2 separate regions of the Ovis aries genome follow, and region 2 is linked to region 1. The links are chromatin contacts, called in public Hi-C maps. All regions are on one chromosome and are shown on one strand. Each heading gives the region's core, a stretch centred on a gene start, on an enhancer-like site or on the middle of the called end of the contact. The rest is flanking DNA. Distances are from core to core; before and after follow the strand shown.

What was found. A called contact is a pair of places that touch in the nucleus more often than the background predicts.
Region 2: a contact with region 1 is called in a Hi-C map of liver, with 2.4 times the contacts expected there. The contact joins the promoter of EPAS1 here to the enhancer-like site in region 1. A contact is called at or near these places in 2 of 16 Hi-C or Micro-C datasets (liver and skin fibroblasts).

What each region holds. Positions count from the first base shown.
Region 1 is chr3:78,017,691-78,021,322 of ARS-UI_Ramb_v3.0, reverse strand. The region is part of intron 1 of EPAS1 (endothelial PAS domain protein 1); the gene reads left to right. Among named protein-coding and RNA genes, the nearest start is that of EPAS1, 36 kb to the left of the region's middle. Within about 2 kb of position 1,357, at least 11 of the 54 cell types and tissues checked have an H3K27ac peak or open chromatin away from gene starts, as enhancers often do. A contact at or near this core is called in liver, where this site is marked.
Region 2 is chr3:78,053,505-78,057,196 of ARS-UI_Ramb_v3.0, reverse strand. It overlaps EPAS1 (endothelial PAS domain protein 1), which reads left to right and starts at 1,590. Exons shown (of 16, transcript XM_015094403.3): 1 at 1,590-2,158. The coding sequence starts at 2,133.

The DNA.
Region 1 (3,632 bases), core at 108-2,607:
GACCTGGCTCACTCCTGTCTGTCCTAACTGTCTCCTTGAGAAGCCTTCTACAGGTCTCCCTTTCTCCTCGCCTAGGTCAGGGCACCCTCTGTGCTCCCAGAGCTCTGTTTATTGACTTCAGCAGCAACAGAGTCAACCCTACATGTCAGGCATGATTCTAAGCGTGCTGCACATATGTAACACTTATTCTGCACAAGAGCCCAGGAGGCAGAGACTTTGAGACAAACTGTTTTTACAAGACACAGGTTTAGAGAAACCTCAGTGACTTGCCCCGGTGTCACAGAGGAAACATCTGCGCCCCCAAGCCCAGGCTGTCTGTCTGGCCCTAGACCCTGACCTACTTGTCCATCTCCCTCACTAGACCATCAGCTCACTGTGGGCAGGGACCCATATTTCCTCCTGTATCCCCTAAGGCTGGCGCTGAGCCGGCACTCAGTAAATGTTGACTCAGTGAAAACAAAAGCTCACAAAACAAAAATGCCAGATGGGATTTAAATTCCAAAGAGCCACACTTCTTGACAGAAGGCTAAAATGCAAAGGAGTCCTTGCTCTCTGAGCTCAGTGATGGTGCTTTTTAGAACCCTGGGTGCTTCAGGACTTCTCCTACGTGCCAGAGTTGTACAGTTTGGTGGGTGTAGGGCAAGCAGGTTTCTCACAATCTCGAAGGCGATCAGAAGTCACTCCAATGAAACCAGAGCTGCATCTGGCATTTTTAAATAATTAGGAGAAACTAGTAAGCAGAGACGGAGAAGGCAATGGCACCCCACTCCAGTGTTCTTGCCTGGAGAATCCCAGGGATGGGGGAGCCTGGTAGGCTGCCATCTACGGGGGCGCACAGAATCGGGCACGACTGAAGTGACTTAGCAGCAGCAGCCGTAAACAGATACCCAGCAAAGAGCATTTCTTACTTGATTCTGGAGAAACAAATCTTCTCCTCCAATGTGGCAGCAGGATTTGAAATGTCCCAGGCCTGCAATGCAGGAGACCCTGGTTCAATTCCTGGGTCAGTAAGACCCCACCCCCCCCACCCCCCGACCCTGGCCCAGAGAAGGGATATGCTACCTGCTCCAGTATTCTTGGGCTTCTCTGGTGGCTCAGACTGTAAGGAATCTGCCTGCAATGCGGGAGACCTGGGTTCAGTCCCTAGGTTGGGAAGATTCCCCTGGAGGAGGAAATGGCAACCCACTCCAGTATTCTTGCCCAGAGAATTCCCATGGACAGAGGAGCCTGGCGGACTGCAGTCCGTGGGGTCACAAAGAGTCGGACACGACTGAGGGAGTCAGCACGGGCACAGCTGAGAGGATCCATGAGAGCTGCCAGGACTACATAGCCACTCAGGCCTCCCACACACAGCTAATCTTCAAATGGTTTAATCAAACCCAGTGTGGCCTCTGAGGCTACAGGGACTTGGGGCTGTTTTTCCCTTGGGCTTAAAGTCTTCTCTCGGCTGCTGACTCACATGTTAATGATTGCTTCCCACAAAGTGGAGGTAGCAGTGTGCTGCCCCACTCGCTTGCCCGGGCGTCACACGGTGCTGCAGTCAGGGGGCCCTCGTCCCAGACACAGAGACCAGCCTTTGCTTTAGAGTCTCTGGGGTAAAGGCTGCTGGGGGTGCTCTGCTCGGCCCAGGATACCAAGGGTTAACCTCCCAGTCTTTTGACCAAAATCTCCTGAAAAGTGGTGTAGGCAGGAGTTTCGGTTCCCTGTCACCTGTCAGCATTAAAGGGCAGAACTGGTGTTTCACAGAAATAATATTGACTTGTTTCTCTTTGACTGCTAGGCTGGATAATGAAGTAAAAATGACATTATCTCTAATTAAAGTGATTTGCAGAAATCACTTGTAGAATCTCAGTACCAGAGATTTGCCATTAGCAGACTAGCCAGATAAGAGAGCAGCTGGGTTCTGTTAACCTCTCCTAGTCTGGGGTGTGTGTGTGTACGTTGGGGTGGGTATGTTAGGGGGCAGGATTGAGGTTAGGGGACAAGATTTTTAAAGATTGAAGTGTGGGCTAGTGGTTTATTCCAAAGTGTAGGTCATTCTCCAACCCTTCTTGCTTGCCTTTAAGATTGTATTGGGTTTTTAATGGGGTTTTCCCCCCCTTAGGGTTTTTGTGTTTAGTAGCTTTTTTTCCTTTTTTTTGGTTTGGCCAGTATTCTCACCTCTATTTTACATCACCGAACGGGTGGAACCCTGGCCAAGCTCCAGCATCCTCCCTGCCAGAAATCTGACTGCCGAAAGGGCATGTCCACATGTGACACGAGGACTTTGGGTGATGGTGGTGTTGGCAACAGATCACTCTGTTGTCTCTGGGAGGTGGGGTCAGAGGCAGAAGCCTCCTTGGGCTCATCTGGAGGGTAGGGAAGAGGAGGGAGGGGGAGGGGCAGGGGGCCGAGGAAGGAGCGGGCCGCCTCTGTCCAGGCTTGTTCACCGGTGTTAGTGAAAGCTGCCTGGCGTCTGGCACACTGAACATGATGTGGACACGGGCACAGCCAGCAGCTCCATATGAAAACGTCCCGAGGGTATGAGGATCTGGTCCCCGGGAACAGCGGGGAGTCATTGGATGTTAAGTAACCCGGTGATGAATGCAGCCACCCTCACGCCTCTTTATTAACCCACTTTCTACCCGGAAAGCAGCAGAGCACTGTAGCTCTGCCGCCCTAATCCCACTGCGGGGGATCACACCGGTTTAGCCTTCACTCCAGCTCGCCATACCGTATCTGAAAGAGCTGGACGAAGCTGTTGTTGTTGGGGTAAGAGGCAGCCCCAGCCTCTGATACATGAACTCTTGACATTTTGCATCTGCCCTCAGAGAAGATCCTTAAGACAGGGAATACTAAGGTGATGCTCACTTGTAGTTAAGTGAAACAACTCAACTCTCTGGTTGCTCAGGGCCGGCAGGAGAGGGGAGATCAGTGCAGACTGGGTAGTGTGGCCAGGAAAACCTCTGTGGAGCTGCTGGGCCTGTGTTGGTTCTGAAAGTACAGGGTTTGGAATGTGGGAAAGGAGGGATCGCATTTCAGGTAAGGAAAAAAGAACTGGGCAGCAGGCAGGGAGCTGAGTTGTGGGCAGTGGTACAGAGTGCAGTCTGGTTGGAGCAGAGGGGTTTGCTGCACAGACCTTGAGGGGCATCCACGGCTTGAACGTCAAGGTGAGGGCAGTAGGGAGCTGCCCCTGTTTTTTTAAATAGGGGAATGACATGCTGAAATAGCTTGGGGAAAGCAGGGGTGGGCTGCTGTGCTGGTCCTCTCTGAGATCTGGTTGGAAGCGTATTCTTCTTGACCCGTGGTCAAGGAGGTAAGAGGCAAGGGAAAACAGCTCGAGGATAGGGGCTAAAGTCTGAAAACAAATGCAACACCGCTGGAGCCCGAGGAGGCATGCAACCTTGCTCAAGTTTGTTTTCTGTCCCATGGGCAGTGTCTGACTAACTGTTCAGCAAGAATGCCTGCCGAAGTCTCTGCGGGCTGGACTGAGGCGCCCGCACATGGTGGCCCAAGGGTTGCTGCCATTTTTAGAGCTCTTAACAAAGGGACTTGTTTCCCCTGGCTCTGCTCCCAAGGAAGAAGGGTTCTCATATTTGCTGTCCACTGTGGCAGAAGCACAACCAGCAGAAGAGGGGTCCAGGCCAGGTTCT
Region 2 (3,692 bases), core at 341-2,840, 36 kb before region 1:
TAAAATGTGGGGAAACTAAGGGTGGGGGGAGGAACAGCAAGGCTTAGGGTCCTAGGGTGGACGAGTTCCACCACCCTTGCTTTCTCTTCTCTTCAGCTCACACCTGTGAAGCCCGTGCCCTTCTCAAATGAGCTTCAAAGATTAAAATCCTCCCGGTCCCTTCCAGAAATATCCCTGCTGGATCACTGCCATGTAGGTAGGGAATAGGGTGGGATTCTTGGGAGAGCAGTCAGCGACAGCACAGAGCAGAGGATCCCCAGCGGGTGCGGGTCCCTGTTAGTGTTAGTCGCTCGGTCGTACCCGACTCTTTGCGACCCCATGGACTGCAGCCCTCTGTCCATGAGATTTTCCAGGCAAGGATACTCGAGTGGGTTGCCACTTCCTTCTCCAGGGGATCTTCCCAACCCAGGAATCGAACCCTAGTCTCCTGCACTGCAGGCAGATTCTTTACCAACTGAGCTACAAGGGAAGCCCAAAAGCTGCGGCGCCGAAAGAGCAGCTGGAAAACCTTGGGCTCTGACGGCCCCTGGACCTCTGATCTCCCTACACCTGCAGTCTTTTCGTTACCAGGGCTTCAACTGGACCGCGGAGATACATTGGGCAGGCCTGAAATTATGCGATTTGAGGACACGCTGTCAACTATTATCCCGAGATCACGCTATAAAACCAGACTCCTTCTCCAATTCTGAACTGGCCCGGACCCGCGCGGTGGTGGCCGGGTGTTGGGAGCTGGGCGAGGCAAGCCAGAGCGTCCGAAAGACCTTCGAACAGGCATCCCCTCCAGCTCGGCGCAACCCCGCAGGCAACCGACGTGCCAGGTGAAAGAAGAGAAGAGCAGAGGCAGCAGTAACTCAGTTTCACTGCACTGTTTCCCCGGATCCGACAGGCACAAGGGATCGGTCTCCCTGCCTCTCTCTCTCGGGGCTGCTAAGCTAGCTGCGTTCTGCCGGAAAAACACATCGCCCCAGACCGAGCGCAGCGTTTGGGACCTCGGAATTACCCCCCGACCCGATGGCACAGGCAGCGGGGCGAGGGACGCGGGAGCGCGGCATCGCCGAGTGGCTCTATGAAGCGCGGGGCCCCGGGCGCTCGCGGTTGAGCCGGGGTCCCAAGGACAGGGCAGAGGTGGGAGGACCCGGGCTTACGCGAGCACAGGCGCGCCTGCAAGCACCCCCCGGAAACCCGGTCCTCGCCGCCGCTTAGCCCCACCAAGGTGCGCCTCCTCGGTGCGGAGTCCCACCTACCTCCCGCCACCCCGCCGACCTCATAAACAACTTCGCTAACCGCAGAGGGCGGAGGCGGGGCGGGCGGGCCGCGGCCGAGCCGCGCGCGGGGGCCGCGGGGCGGGCCGGGGTCAGGGCACAGGCTGCGGCCGCGCCTCCCGATTGGCCGGGACGCCGAGGGCTGCCGCGGCGCGCGGCGCGGGCGGGGCGGGGGCACGGGGGCGGGGCGGGGCGGACGGGGGCGGGGCCTGCCTGCCTGCGCGAGCCCGCCCCCGGCCCCCGCCCGCGGCGCCCGCGCCCCTCGCGCCCTCCCCACCCCCGCTGGCCGCCGGAGTTTTTAAAGTGGGCTGACCGGCCCGCGAGCCCGACATTCGGGAGCGGCCCGACGCACAGCTCCGGCGCCCGCCGCCTCCCGCCCCAGCTTTCCTGAGGCGGCCGTACAATCCTCGGCAGTGTCCTGAGACTGTATGGTCATAGCCTCCGCGTCTGCCCGGCCCCGGACTCTGCCAACTCCCGTCGTTTTCAAGCCGCTTCTTGTATTTTGAAAACCCAGAAAAGCGACTCCTGACTTCTTTTCGAAGGAAAAAGAAACTTCAGCCCCCTGCTCGGTGCCCACCGCCCCCCACTTTTTTTTTTTGCGTTTGACAGCGTCCTTCCACTCCTTTCCCGACCCCGCCTCCCGGTACAGGTTCCTCCCCGTCACCGTTCTCCACCCCCTTCCCGCGCACCGAGCCTGCCGCCCGCAACTTCCACCTGACCGTGCGGACGCTCGGGACCTGCGAGCACCTGGCACCTTTCACATCGGCGTGGGCCTCGAGGAGTGGGCTAGGGCCACAGCGAAAGTAGCGGCTGCAGCCCCCGCCGGCCCTGGAGCTCAGGTGTTCGGAGCCTCAAAGGGCCCCAGCGACAATGACAGCTGACAAGGAGAAGAAAAGGTAAGCGGGCGTCCGAGCCGGCAGGGGAGTTGGTCCGGGGTGGGGGTGGCGGGGCCCCGCGGGACCGCCGCTGGGAGAGGAGCGCGGAGGGGAGTTTGAGGACCCAGGGATCGATTTGGAAGGTTTGGCAGGGGAGCGCAAGTGTCCAGTCTGGGGACGCGCCGCTCCGGCTTCGCGGTCGAGAGTTCTGTGGCCCGAAGGAGTCGGGAATCTGCGCGGACAACGAAGCCAGGAAATGGCCCTAGAGGTCGGAGGTGCTTCCGAGGTACCTTCCAAAATCCATCCGCCTCCAAACCCCGCACCAGACTCACGCCGCCAGCTTGTTGAAACGTTTGTTGGTTGACTCGCTCAAGTCAACTTTCTCACGGCCCACTTGAGGGGCAGCATCCACTCTTTTCCTCGGGACCCGTGGGGTCCTTCTAAATGAGCTCTGCCCGCGCTGCCTCCCGGCACTGGCAAGGGGCCGGAGGCAGAATGCAGCGCTGGGACGGGCCCCGGCAGAGCTGCCAGGGAGCAGTGAAGGGACCCACTCCAGGGCTCCAGACCCCACGGAAGCTGGAAGAAGTCCCTTTCCTCATCCCGCAGCTTGCCTCGGCGGGAGAGTGGGTAGTGGGCCCGGCTGCCTCGCGGAAGCAACTGTCTTCGCGTGTGGGGAGGGGATGGCGACACCGGGCACTCCGGCAGGTCCCGGTGTCTCTCTCCCAAGAGGACAGAGAAGGGCAGCCACGATATGTCCGCCTGCCCTCGCCAGCCTCTCGGCACTGGGTGAGAGGCAACGCGGGCCAACTCTCACTGCCCTCCTGCCCTCTCCCGGCGAGGGTGAGAGCGCACGGCGTGGCGCGCAGACGTGGGAACCACCTTGCCTCCTGCAATCGTGCGCGGCTTGCAGCCTGGCTCCCCTTTCCTCTCAACCTCACTCGTGCCGCCCCAGCGAGCTGGAGCTCTCCGCCCAGTATTCGACAGTGGCTGGCGGGGCTGGAGTACGGGGAACTGTAATCGAAAGCGTGGTGGGCTGGCTGAAGGATCTGAGCCTCCGGAAATCAGCTGCTGGGTGGTTGTACGGTGGTTCGGAGATGAGGAACCCAGCCGCGATGGGCGGGCGTGACTGGCTTCGAACTGGGGAGCCCAAAGAGCTCAGTGTTTGGGTCGATTTACTCGTGTTCCGACTTCGGGACCGGAGCCAGAAACCGTGTATCCTCTGGTCGAAAGCGGCGGTTCCCATCTCGGGGCACCGATAAGGATTTGATAAACAGGAGCAAATCGCGCCCTTTCTGGCAGAGCGCCCGGACCCTTCGCTCCCGGATTGCCGTGGGTGGAAGGGAGAAGGGGAGGGGATTGAGCCTAACTCTGAGTTTACGGCCGCAGCTGCCCCTCCCGCGTCACTGCGGCACCCCCAGGCCTGAGATGGCTAACGGAGTCTTGCCCCGGCCAATCTGGGCCCCCGGAGATCGCAGCGGGCGCGCGCCCCCGGAGGCCTCGGAGCAGCCCTGGAGTCTTCTGTCTTTGAAGGGCAGCGAAGCAGGGAAGGGACTTT